2 separate regions of the Drosophila melanogaster genome follow, and region 1 is linked to region 2. The links are chromatin contacts, called in public Hi-C maps. All regions are on one chromosome and are shown on one strand. The core of a region is the stretch at or near the end of the contact, and the rest is flanking DNA. Distances in the headings are between cores, read along the strand shown. Region 1 overlaps Mkp3 (Mitogen-activated protein kinase phosphatase 3). Region 2 overlaps Eip75B (Ecdysone-induced protein 75B).

The links. A called contact is a pair of places that touch in the nucleus more often than the background predicts.
Region 1: a contact with region 2 is called in a Hi-C map of the Kc167 cell line, with 4 times the contacts expected there. A contact is called at or near these places in 2 of 107 Hi-C or Micro-C datasets (the Kc167 cell line and the S2 cell line).

What each region holds. Positions count from the first base shown.
Region 1 is chr3L:19,075,127-19,082,190 of dm6, reverse strand. The region is part of intron 1 of Mkp3 (Mitogen-activated protein kinase phosphatase 3); the gene reads left to right. Among named protein-coding and RNA genes, the nearest start is that of Mkp3, 7.8 kb to the left of the region's middle.
Region 2 is chr3L:17,954,076-17,960,913 of dm6, reverse strand. It overlaps Eip75B (Ecdysone-induced protein 75B), which reads left to right. Exons shown (of 8, transcript NM_001259893.2): 6 at 1,294-1,532; 7 at 4,691-5,699; 8 at 5,865-6,838. Among named protein-coding and RNA genes, the nearest start is that of lncRNA:CR45393, 9.8 kb to the right of the region's middle.

The sequences.
Region 1 (7,064 bases), core at 1,606-4,105, 1.1 Mb before region 2:
TAATTAACCTTGAAATTCAATCAAGTCCCGGCAATTATGCGCTCTTTGTCAGCCAATGATGCCGTCTCTTTCGACGTCTTCCTTTTTTTTTTTAGTTCCAGCTTCAGGACATTATGAAGTCCCTGGGCAGCATGAAAAATGCATAATGCATCGCGGCCATCGCTGGATTCGGCTTCAACTGGCGATGTAAAATTCATTTTAATTAAATGCCACTTTGTATGCATTTCTCGGAATTAAAACAATTAAGATGGGGCCAACTGGGGCACCAACTATATAGGATAGAATGCGACATGTGCGCACAGAAAGGGTCACGCGAATAGTGGCACTCGGTGTATCTGTAGTTCAACAACTTTAAATTTCAGATACTGAGATGCTATGCTGCAAGAGATTTATATATTTAGTTTAATTTCTAGCAAGTTAGTATTTTGAAAGTATGTGCGGTGAAGTATATATGTACATATATGCTCATGGCTTTAAACTGCAGTCTGTGTATAGTAAACTAAGCATTTCCGTCGACGGAATTTAATTCAATTAGATCTAGCAGAGTTCCGAACCGCATTTCGTATGTTGCTGTGTTGTGCTCTTGTGCTTGTAGTTGTGGTGATGGTGGGTTCTCTTCGAGGGAGTCAATGAACGAGAAGAGATGCACCTCTCTCTCTCTGTCTCTCTGGAGACTGGGAAAGCGGCAGATCGGATCCGCGCGTTGAAGGCATCTCGCGGCGAACTCGTCTGCTTTATTTTCTTTCTGCCTTCTGCCTTGTTTCGTGTGTTTTTATGGCCAGACGGATACAGAGCCGCACTCTGTTGGCAGCCGACCCTTTTATAGAGATTGAACCCGAGCTGCTGCGCATGCGCCATAAAAAACCACTTTGCGTCGGGCCGCCCGGCTGCATTTCCACTGGCTTTTCCCAACTGGCTTTTCTCCTTACTCTCCGATTGGGAGTGTTGTTCGCCTCATTTGCTGTTTTTAACGAATTTCGTTGTTGCCGCTTTTTGTGTTTGGTTTATTACTATTTGGCCTGCGACGGGTCGGCTTTTGATATTGTTTTTGGGCCCTGGTTAAATTTCTTAAAATGTTTTCCACTGCACTGCATTTTCTCCTCACCAGTGCGAATACACGAAATGCAAGGAAACTCCAGTGAAATAAACTTAATGAAATACCCTTATCATAGTTTCTGAAAAACAACTTGGTTATCATTGTAGTCCTTTTTTTCTATTTCCATTTTAATGTAGACGTAATCAGAATAGTTGAGCTTATCGATGTCTGACTGTAAAACCAAAGTAACACGTGGCAAAATCCCAAGGCCAACCGAACGGACCGTCTCTCATTACGATTTCATGATAACTCATCACAAAGGCGGTGGCTCCCTCAATCCACCTCCCCCTCCCCCTTCGAGTTTTCTCGTCCCTCCTCGGCACTCCATCCTCCCAGCCGCTGCTCTTCCATTGAGGCAACTCTGCCAACTGGTCTGCCTTCACCGAAAAAAAAGCTCAACCACAACAAGCAGCTACAAAAAAAGACAGTAAAATAACTGAGAGGCTGAGACAGTTGGCCCGGTTGCCCACCTACGTGCCAAAAAGCCGTTGGGCCAAATTTGTCGGCGGATACAGTGGGCTAGAATGGGTCACGGAGAACATATGGCACACGAATATATTTCGCAACAAACAAGTGTAAAGCACTGCAATTATTATCGACTAGTTAGGCAATTTTCAAATGCATTTTACATCTTGGTTGATTAGGAGTATTTTAAAGTACTATTGCTAAACTGAACGCAACCCATTTAGAAAGTTTTTCCGTTAACAAGGGACTTCTTGAAAATATACTAGTATTTCTTGTTATCTATCTTTACTATGCCTATCAAATGACCGTTTTTCAAAACACCTATTTATTTTTTTAACTAATGTTTTCGGGGATCCTTTTAATTAAAGCCCATCTGGACCGGTAAAAGCAAGTATGTTTTCAATAATCAAGAACTAATCACCTTGCCCCACTGTGCCCATCGAACGTACTTTGTTGGCTTGTTGTTTTTTGCGGTTTCTGTTGTTTTTGTCGCATGCCCACATGCAAAGTGAGCCGAAAGACAGTCGGACATCTTTCCAATTGGAGTTGGCGTCAGCATCTTATAAAGTAATCACAGTATTGCGGCAGTCCGACAGAGGGACGGTATGTGGGGCCAGGGGAATGAGCGAGAAGGGGCGATTGGGAGCACGCTTGAAGGAAAAGAGACAGCAACAGCATTTGACAAACAGGGCGTTGGACACTCTCTAGAATGGAAAGGGGGAAGGGAAGCTGGTCGGTCGATCTCTTTTGACTTCCAGCCTACGGCGAAAACATTTTGAATGTTGTCTTTGCGGCTAGTGTAGATTTGGGTCAAAGCTTGTGTGGGCTGTAATTGTAATTAAGCAGGCGTTGAAAATGGATAACTTAACTAGCGGCTAATGGCGAGACCCACCGCGAAGAACTCTTTTCCGGAGGCTGTGCAAATATTTGCAACCTAACTACAGTGAAGCTTCTTTAATTCTTCCATTTGTTGTTACTTTCAGATTTAGAAACATATAACAACAGTTCCCTACCCTTGCTTATTTTATATTCCGATTGTGATAATGATAAAATTATGTACATATGACATTCGTCATAGCAATGTATTCAGGAATTTTGGTTTCCGTTCGAGGTAAAAGAGGTACGACAGTATTTGCAACATTCCATCGCTCTCAGTCGTGGGGCAACAAAAGCAACAACAAAGTACAGGCAATAACAAAGACTTCCGGTCAAATTTGTGCGGGCGTGTTGCCTCTCTTTCTCCACTCCACGACACTCACTCTCCACGTTCCTCTCCCCTTCTCCGCCCACTCTCCTTCGCCGGCTTGCATACCTCAACGTTCAACGGAAGTTTCCAGGGCGCATATAGCATAAACACTCACACGAGCGCACATGGAATGGGGAACAGAAATCAACGGCGCATTGCGAATGGAAGAATGTGAAAGAAGCAGAAAGAAGGCAGGAGTCGGGCTTCCCTTCATTCAATTCTTTTTCATTTTTTCTTGGCGGGGGACGACGCGTAAATTGTTATATTCTTGGAATTAGCAAACGGCAACAAAAAGTAACAACAACTTCAGTCTGTCGCGCAAAAAGAAAAGCTATAAAAAGAGAAGAGGGCATCAAAATGAAATGGAGCTAAAAGTTGTAGTCGATGCGCTTGCATGCATAAATCTACACTGTAGATTCCACAGAGAGGAACCACGAGAAGAATCGAACGAAGAACCAACAGCCTGAACGCATTTCATCAAAGTGCAAATTAGCAACAGATTCCAAAACGAGAAGAGAACGAGCCACAAACGGCAGTCGAAGAATTGAAAAGGGTGGAGAAGAATCAACAAGAAGAATGGGCTGCAGAAAGAGAGGGACGGATACCGACCTCCTGACTTTCTTAATAAAGAGTCATAAAAATGCTTTTAGAAGGAAGCATACGCTTGAATTCTCTAAAGCTTTAAAAGTAAAATACATAAATATTTTAAAATTAGACATTTCTAATTATATACATAAAATATATTCTTCTCACCTAAATGGTTTCAATTGTGTTAGAAAAATTCAGATAGAGTATTGCTTATTCGTCAGTAGGTCGTTGTTTTGCATCATCTGTCGTATCTGTTTTCTCAATTGCATTAGTCGGCGGGTCGGTGGGTTTTTCCTTCTCTGCCGTTAGATGCAGCAGAAATCTTTAATCTTTTCCAGTCGACAAGTGTTTCCTTCTGGTTTTCCTTATTCGACTTTTACTTGTTAGAAAAGGCAATAAATTCTTCGAACTGGAAGAAGACGCTTGGTCGAGGACTTTTATTGTCTTTTTATCAATTTGCGAGATTGAAATCCAAAACAAAGCAAAGAATCTTCTGTGTAACTGTAAAAGAGTGTAAAGATTTAATCCTCTCAAGGACAATCGCTTTTCATCTCCATGTTTTAATTCCGCATAAAACTTACACATAAAACCAGTATAGTGTTATAGTTTCCGTTTTTTCTTGACAAAGTGTAGTTCTTAGCCGACCTTCACTGTGTTTTTATTCATCTGGTGCATATGCAATATTTATAAAATCCCTGGGACACCTCCCCCGTCATTCCATTTTCATTTCTTATGTGCCTTTTGCGCTTCAGCGCTTTCAGCATTTCAACTCCAAATGAAATTCAACGCACGTTGTTTGTAGTAGGATATTTGCTACCGTGCAAATGCTAGTGTCGTCGTGGCTGTCTTTTGTTATTGGTCGGTTCAGTTGGGCCATCCATTGGCCATCCCAGCGGATGTGTGTGTTTTTTTTTTAGAATTGGGGTCACAGTCTTGGACTAAAGTGCGATTTGACTTTTTTTGTATATTTTTACAAACATGGGCACAAAATCAATATCAGAAAAATACTGTATTAATATGATAGACATCGCCACACACTATATCCATGGTTACACCTCTAAATGCTTGGGAAAAGCTAAAGAAGTTGACATATCTATCTACGTTGCTACTTGTTGCATCCTTCTGGCAGAACGGGATACTGAACTTAATCCCCTGCAATTGCGGAAAGCCTCGGAAGCAGCCAGCGGCAGCAACAGGATGCTGCACATTAAACTTGACCCATTTGTGCGAGGCTTCGCTTCAAAAATCCGAAACCAATACAAGCGCACTCGCAGGACTCACCCACACTTGCAGAGGGTTGGCTAACTTCAATTATCCCGAATTGGTTCGGCTTTCCATTGCGTATTTTCCCCAGGCAACGTTGCCAAATTTCGCCACCACTGCGAACATTGTCAGTTGCCATTTTCAAGCAAATACAGCGCCATATAATTAATTAATAATGCGGCATCCACAGAAGTCAGAAGCCAGAAAAAAAGGATCTGCGTGTGCACTCAGGAAAATGTTCATACTCTATTTAGTAATTTACCGTTAACCACATGTTTTAATATTGAATCTACTTTAAAATAATAATTTCAAATAAGACAACGCGCATAAAATATTCGATATAAGCTTAGTGGAATTGAGTTTGTTAAGAATCTAGACGAATCTACAAAGTTTCACCCGTAGCATATTTCTCCAAATTGAATTTAAAGTTCCATTTTGAAAATCCAGATGTTTCAAGTGTTGATTCAGGACCCGAAATGGGTCCTGGGGCAATGTATTGCTACCAAAGCTGTGGCTTCCTGCTATTTATAGCTCACAGCTCCCCAAGGGATGAAGCTCTGGTCGTGAAGGAGGATTTTATGGGGCTGGCAAAATTTCGGGCGTGCCTAGACCAAAATTAGGTTTTTGCTTATTTACATTTTGATTGATTGGCTTACGCAATTTGACATTTTGCCAGCGACCCGAGCACGGATGCCAAAGGTAATCCCCCGGCACCCACAAGAACCCCTTCCCCCAATCCTGCGCCCATTAGAGGGTCATTAGATAGGTGTCCCCTAGAAATTTATGGAACACAAGGTGAGGCTTACCAGTTTAGCTCAATTGTTGACTAAGCGTTAAATTTGTTCGTCTGGACATGGAAATTATATGAGCAGAATATATGTGCATCTGGGGAGTACTTGAGCACAAGTCGAGTTCTTGGGCAAACAGTTTAGCTATCAGGCCTGTTTAATTGCTAAATAACTCATCAACCAAATAGAGAAGCTTAAATAATTAATTACACGTGTGGCAAATGGGTATTGGGGAGAGTTAGAGGTTATTAATAGCTAGTCAAGGTAGCTACTCCGAATCTATAAGGTAGAACATTTTTCTGGGTTTCCAATAATACGAAGAACTTAAGACACAGGAGAAGACAACATACATACAGCCATATAAATGCAATAATCGTAAAATATATAGTTCTTTAGCCATTTAAAATTCCATTCAATTTAAGTGAATTCGATGTTCAGTCGGTTCAGTCGTCACTAACCATAGTTACCCCCTCGGCACATATTTTACTCGTACTGCCATAGAACGTAGAACGGACGTCTAACTAGCTTATTTAACTACCCACTCAGTCAGTGAGCCCGTATTGAATGAGTGGCCAACTGATTAAGTGAGCAACTGATGCGGTGACTAAGCTCAGTCTTTTATGTCGACAGCATTCTTTCTCCTGTTGCTTGCAATGCGGAAGTGGCAACAATGGCTGCGAAAAAAGCTAGAGGCAAAAATGATGTCGCACATTCGTTACTAGAAAAGACACTAGAAAAATAAATCGATGTTATATTTACGAACGCAATCTTTTTAAAAATATGTAAATATTAGAGTTTTCAACAGTGTGTTAATAAAACAAAAATGAGTGTTCTCTATCTAATTTTAAGATTATTTATGTACTATGCACATATTATTGTTATTAGTATTAATATTATTAGTATTACATGTATAACATATTACCCTAAACTTTTGACTAGAGCACATCTTATAACATAGATATCCCACGTTTTTTCTCTCCGTACTTGAAACCTATCTCACTCTTTCGCCGGCTCTTCGTAGTAATCCCCTCTTCAATTGCAGCAAATTGGGTGTAGAAAAAAACGTAAACCTAATTGAATGCATGAATGAATGAATGAAATGGAATGGAATGGACTGAAAATGGACTTTAACTACTAATGGAGGTCTGGTTCGTTTTCCATGCAAATATGTTGTCGTGGGTTGTTGAGCCAATAGTTGCGTGCAAAGTTGCCACTTAGCCTTCTCTTTTCGCTGGCCAGCCTGGGATTCATTCATAAAAGCAATTTTGGCTGGGACCGCGGCTTATATAAAGGGGAACTCTTTCACTTTTCCACCCACACAAGCACCAGCTTCATATACATATATGCATGTACTTTTGTTATATATATCAGGTGCAGCAGCATAAAAAGCTGTGCGGCGAGGTTCGGGTCCGTGCTACGCATACATATTTCTTTTTGTTGATTTTTAAGTGGTCTGCCTTCGACCGTTTTTTATATTTTTTTCTCCGTACAATATTATTTTCGGGTGGGCGAGGCATTTATTTAGAATTTTGTGCTGTTTGTTGCAGTTGTTACGTTCATTTTTGGTTTTACGGCCGTGGGCGGGGATTTTCAGAGGCAAGTTGCCGGTGTGGGCGAC
Region 2 (6,838 bases), core at 1,279-3,778:
TGGCCAGAAAAAGGGTTGAACAAGATTAAAATAACACCCAGCTTTCGGTTTTCAAAAAAATCAAGTCGACCAAACTGGCAGAGAAATGCAGGCGTTCTGAGATTCTCCACTTTTGATTCGCTTTTTGTTTACCTTTTTTTTTTTCTTGTCGATGCCTCCAAACAAATAGCATCAACCAAAAAGCGAGCGCCATTGAAGTGTTGACCTCGTTTAAAAACATACAATAATTTTTTCTTTGCCGCGGAAGAGCTTTAAACTTGAATCGAAACTGCGGCGAAGGCAGCGTTGCGTTGCTATTTTCTAAATGAAAAAAAAAATAGGAAAAAAACAACAAGAAAAAGAGCCGAAAGAGCGGAGCAACAATATCGCATGTTTGACCAACTTTTTCAGTCTCTCCGCATGGGAAAGTTGGACGTTGCGGCGCGTCGCTCTAATTTCTACGCGCAGTTCGTCGCTGCGCCTGCGCAGACTTCATTTTCCATTTCGTTTGACCTGGATTTCGCTGCACGGCAAGTGGGTCACACTCTCTCGCTGGCTGCTGGAAAAAGCGGTGAAAAATCAGTTAAAGAGCCGCTGTTTCACTTTTGCGACCGAGCCGGAGTGAAACTGTGCGAGTGAAAATTTCTTTTGACATTGAAAAGTTGGCCAAACATTTGTCAGATTTTGTTTAATGCTCCGCAAATGGCCAGGGGCTAAAGTGGGACTCAAGGAAATTAATGTAGTAGAAGTGCTCTAAATGGGCTTATAATAAATGAATACATCATAAGTTAAGTAGGTCTTAGTCTCCCTCGATCGCCTGCAAACCCAATTAGCCAGCCCACAGATCGACCGACATTATCGATGCCTTTCATCTGCACTCCCCTTTGATTTATTCCTAGTGCGAAAAACGTGACCGCAAATGTGCCTGGTTTTTTTTCTTCTCTCGTTGGTGAAATGTGAAAGTTCACCCACATACAAATTTTTCGGTTGCAGCCAAAGGCAGAAATTAAAAATCTAAAAAAAGAGAAAGTGTAACAGGGGAGAGAAGACTGAACACCGAAGACTGACAGACTGAAGAAACACAGAAACGCAGAGGCAGCTGAGGCATTGACCCACTTCGAAGGGCTGTAAATATGGCAGGGGAAGACGGGGCACTTCCTGCGTGACAACAGGACAACAGCTGTACGTTGCACCTGCTACGCAATGCAGTGAAGTGTGTAATTGATGGGGCCCATAATTTTATGCTCAAGTTTAGGTTTAAGCACCGCTTACAAGGCCGAAAACTAACCGAATGTGTCCTTTTTCCAATTGCAGCTGTGCGTTTTGGACGCGTGCCGAAGCGCGAAAAGGCGCGTATCCTGGCGGCCATGCAACAGAGCACCCAGAATCGCGGCCAGCAGCGAGCCCTCGCCACCGAGCTGGATGACCAGCCACGCCTCCTCGCCGCCGTGCTGCGCGCCCACCTCGAGACCTGTGAGTTCACCAAGGAGAAGGTCTCGGCGATGCGGCAGCGGGCGCGGGATTGCCCCTCCTACTCCATGCCCACACTTCTGGTAAGTCTCACCCTAAGTTCCCAAAGTGGGAAATATAGATAGAAAATGTAAGAAACTATAATAGGATATTGTCAGATTTTTAGCGTGAGCAGCAAATCATTACAATATTATGGTTTTTTTTTTTAATTTATTACCATCCGGTCAAGTAGAACAAACAAGCATATATTGTGGAGATTTTACAACTCCATTTACAGAGACAATCATAAATAACCATTGGCCATAAAATTATGAAAATGTCTAGCAGCTGCCCTATGTAGACAATCAGTACGTTATTAATTGACCGCCAAAGGTTACGGCGTAGGCGAAGTCACATTTCCGGGCCGCCGACTTCTGTTGACATGCATAGATCAGCAAAACAATATCAACTAGCTAGTAACTGCTTTTTGCCTTTTGCTCACTAGCAACTGGCAACTGGCAACTTGGCTTACTGGTTACTGCCTACTGCCGGCGTTAGTCATGCGCCAAGGTGAACCTGTTTGCACGATTCTAAACCAGGAAATCGAGCGCCACACGTAGACGCGTCTACGAGCCACTCTTTTCAGAGTCTTCGCTCTTCGGCGATTCTTGCGGGGCCTCCAAACGTGGCCATTGAAGTGGCAAGTTTGGGGTCAAGTTCTTGACGAAAAGCTTGTCAATGTCAGATTTATGACGTTTCCCCTGACAGCTAAATGATGAATGCTATGAATGCTAGCTATCGTTTATTTCTGTGATTACTTTGTAAATTCCATAAAGTGTTTATTTTACAATCGACGTCACTTGGTTTTTTTTTTTTTGTGGCCAAATAGATCGTGGTGGAGAATAGAGGAAGTACAGATTCGGCGCTGTAAATAATAGCCCAAAAAAATCATTTCACATACCATAACCAAAAGCGATAAAGAAAAGTGCTATATAACAAAAAAAAAACGTGTCCCGGCTCTCGGCAACAACAAAGTACGCAAACAAAGTTCTAAAGCTCAAGGTCAAGCGTAGCGTCATTATTAATGAAAGCACACACACACAAGCATCGGCTGCTATCACGGTGGGAAAGAGAGGGATAGCACAGGATTAGAGAGAGACCAAGCGAGCTGGCCAGACACATGCGTTGTCCATTTAAATAAATTATTATTAAAATATTTAAAAGCGACACGAGCACAACGAAAAATGGGAAAAACATTGGCACAAAGTCAGAGTCAAGTGCAAGGCTAAAAAAGTTAAAATTTGATTTGGTGTTTGGGGAGGAAAGAAAGGAAATCAAATGCGATCGACAAGTTTAAGAAGTACTATGTGTAGTATAGAACAGCGACCTTGGAGCAAGTTATTTTTTAACCTTGGAGTGAGCGAAATGAGCGGATCCGCTTCCCTCTCTTTCTCTGTTTGCAGTTCATATTTTCCACTATATATGAGTAAACAATAATGGCACAAAAAATATGCATAAAATGTCATGAGTATGAGGAAGCGAATGCCAGACAAACGGCGTCACAAAACTGCAATACACATATATACATATCTATGTACATGTATGCACAGATACAGATACAGTGAGAGCAATCTGTAAAATTGTCAGGTGGTTCATTTAGACAGCGTCGTAATATGCAAAATGTCAGCAATTCAGTTTATGACGGAAGGCGGAAGATTCGCCGGCGGTGCAAGGTGAGGCTAAGGCGCTACGATCTCGGTGAAATTCGGAATTCGGAACCGAAATAGAAATTCCTCTAGCGAAACGATTAGCCCTAAAGATTATTCAATCTGTGGCTGTCCATATCAGCCGGTACATGAGTTCTGCGAATTATTTTTGGCAAAAACTCAAGGCCACACTAACGCCAATTGAAGGTCGAATCGAATCGGATGGGATGTTATGGGATCTTGTGATATGTCAGGAAAGGCAATTCGGGTAGCGGGAGTCGAGTCATAAATAGCCCCCCCACACAACACACTCATTAGTATTTTTCGCAAACTATTTCCGCTTTTGCGCAGATGAGAAATATTTTCGTGGCGGAAAATCAAATGATACGACGACGTCAAAGCGCCGGCAAAAAGAAAATGTGGCGAAAATCAGTTTGCCGGTTGCCGGCTGCTATTTTCCCTCTCTCTTTCGTGCGAGCGCGTTTCTATGGCATTCTTTTTTTTATGTTTCTGCGCGAAGAAAACACATTTTCAAGGTTAATCAAACGAAAATCGAATCAGAAAAGAGATTCGGCGGCAGACAGCACAACGTGTGCTTATTGAAACAGAACGTAGCAAGTAAAAAGCGAGAAGCACACATGAAAGAAATCAAACGTAAATTAAAATCCAAGTCGCTGAAAACAATGGTGGGCAGATGATGATGATAGATGGCACGGGGAGGGGGTGGTTGGGCGTGGGGTGGCACGTTCGCTGTCTGGGGCACTTGGCGCATGTTCGTGTAACTCAAAACCCGGAAAGCCAAATGGCGAAATAACATGCACATTCGCTCGGCTTAGACGCTGAGCAATTCCCACACCCCGCCCCTTTTTTTCCACCTCATTCCGCTGGCGAAATACAAAAAACACGCGTCGAAAGCAGGAAAAAGAATAACAACCATAGAGTAACAGCACACAATCCGGAACCTTGAACTCTAGTTCGTCGACCTTGGCTGCTAATGTCAGCGGCAAAAGCTCTCGACTATGGGGGATGTAGCCTACGGATGGAGTGGGGTGGGGTGGGGAAAAGCGAGAGAGCAGCCCCTAGAAACTAAAACCACAAAAACTAACCCGGCCAGCTGACGTAGGCGAAGCTTTCCCTCTATTTTCTATTTTCTTTTTGCGCACATTGTGTCGAAAGCTTCCAGCGGCGTTTAAGGAAATGCGACATTCGCAGAGTGAGAGAGAGAGACGGCAGATAGCTGGCGTGGTGGGCGTGCGGAAGTACAAATAGTTATTATTATTGATTTAAATGAGTGGGCGGGAGGGGAGGTTCGCTGACCTTCGCGTGTGAAATAAGCGATGACGTGATGGGGTGCGGGGAAAAGTACACGGCCAAGCAACAGTTATAGGAAAAGTTGAACAGTCAGTTCGAACTATAAACAACTTATACGACAGTTACTGCAGTTGTTTTTGATACTTTAAATCAATTTATCACCGGTCAGGTATTAGTTTTAAGCACTCTACTATCTTGGCACATCTCTTTAACACATTACCACCTTTTTTTTCCTATTTCTTCAGGCCTGTCCGCTGAACCCCGCCCCTGAACTGCAATCGGAGCAGGAGTTCTCGCAGCGTTTCGCCCACGTAATTCGCGGCGTGATCGACTTTGCCGGCATGATTCCCGGCTTCCAGCTGCTCACCCAGGACGATAAGTTCACGCTCCTGAAGGCGGGACTCTTCGACGCCCTGTTTGTGCGCCTGATCTGCATGTTTGACTCGTCGATAAACTCAATCATCTGTCTAAATGGCCAGGTGATGCGACGGGATGCGATCCAGAACGGAGCCAATGCCCGCTTCCTGGTGGACTCCACCTTCAATTTCGCGGAGCGCATGAACTCGATGAACCTGACAGATGCCGAGATAGGCCTGTTCTGCGCCATCGTTCTGATTACGCCGGATCGCCCCGGTTTGCGCAACCTGGAGCTGATCGAGAAGATGTACTCGCGACTCAAGGGCTGCCTGCAGTACATTGTCGCCCAGAATAGGCCCGATCAGCCCGAGTTCCTGGCCAAGTTGCTGGAGACGATGCCCGATCTGCGCACCCTGAGCACCCTGCACACCGAGAAACTGGTAGTTTTCCGCACCGAGCACAAGGAGCTGCTGCGCCAGCAGATGTGGTCCATGGAGGACGGCAACAACAGCGATGGCCAGCAGAACAAGTCGCCCTCGGGCAGCTGGGCGGATGCCATGGACGTGGAGGCGGCCAAGAGTCCGCTTGGCTCGGTATCGAGCACTGAGTCCGCCGACCTGGACTACGGCAGTCCGAGCAGTTCGCAGCCACAGGGCGTGTCTCTGCCCTCGCCGCCTCAGCAACAGCCCTCGGCTCTGGCCAGCTCGGCTCCTCTGCTGGCGGCCACCCTCTCCGGAGGATGTCCCCTGCGCAACCGGGCCAATTCCGGCTCCAGCGGTGACTCCGGAGCAGCTGAGATGGATATCGTTGGCTCGCACGCACATCTCACCCAGAACGGGCTGACAATCACGCCGATTGTGCGACACCAGCAGCAGCAACAACAGCAGCAGCAGATCGGTGAGTAATCTTTTATTGAAAAATAGTTATATTGTAGTATTCTACGCACGTCATAATTGAAAAGTTTTATAATCGGTTGTAGAGATACGATTTCACAGTATTTAATTAGAAGCATACACTCTTATTATTCCTCTCATAATTTGAAATTATTTTTCTTTCTTACAGGAATACTCAATAATGCGCATTCCCGCAACTTGAATGGGGGACACGCGATGTGCCAGCAACAGCAGCAGCACCCACAACTGCACCACCACTTGACAGCCGGAGCTGCCCGCTACAGAAAGCTAGATTCGCCCACGGATTCGGGCATTGAGTCGGGCAACGAGAAGAACGAGTGCAAGGCGGTGAGTTCGGGGGGAAGTTCCTCGTGCTCCAGTCCGCGTTCCAGTGTGGATGATGCGCTGGACTGCAGCGATGCCGCCGCCAATCACAATCAGGTGGTGCAGCATCCGCAGCTGAGTGTGGTGTCCGTGTCACCAGTTCGCTCGCCCCAGCCCTCCACCAGCAGCCATCTGAAGCGACAGATTGTGGAGGATATGCCCGTGCTGAAGCGCGTGCTGCAGGCTCCCCCTCTGTACGATACCAACTCGCTGATGGACGAGGCCTACAAGCCGCACAAGAAATTCCGGGCCCTGCGGCATCGCGAGTTCGAGACCGCCGAGGCGGATGCCAGCAGTTCCACTTCCGGCTCGAACAGCCTGAGTGCCGGCAGTCCGCGACAGAGTCCAGTCCCGAACAGTGTGGCCACGCCCCCGCCATCGGCGGCCAGCGCCGCCGCAGGTAATCCCGCCCAGAGCCAGCTGCACATGCACCTGACCCGCAGCAGCCCCAAGGCCTCGATGGCCAGCTCGCACTCGGTGCTGGCCAAGTCTCTCATGGCCGAGCCGCGCATGACGCCCGAGCAGATGAAGCGCAGCGATATTATCCAAAACTACTTGAAGCGCGAGAACAGCACAGCAGCCAGCAGCACCACCAATGGCGTGGGCAACCGCAGTCCCAGCAGCAGCTCCACACCGCCGCCATCGGCGGTCCAGAATCAGCAGCGTTGGGGCAGCAGCTCGGTGATCACCACCACCTGCCAGCAGCGCCAGCAGTCCGTGTCGCCGCACAGCAACGGTTCCAGCTCCAGTTCGAGCTCT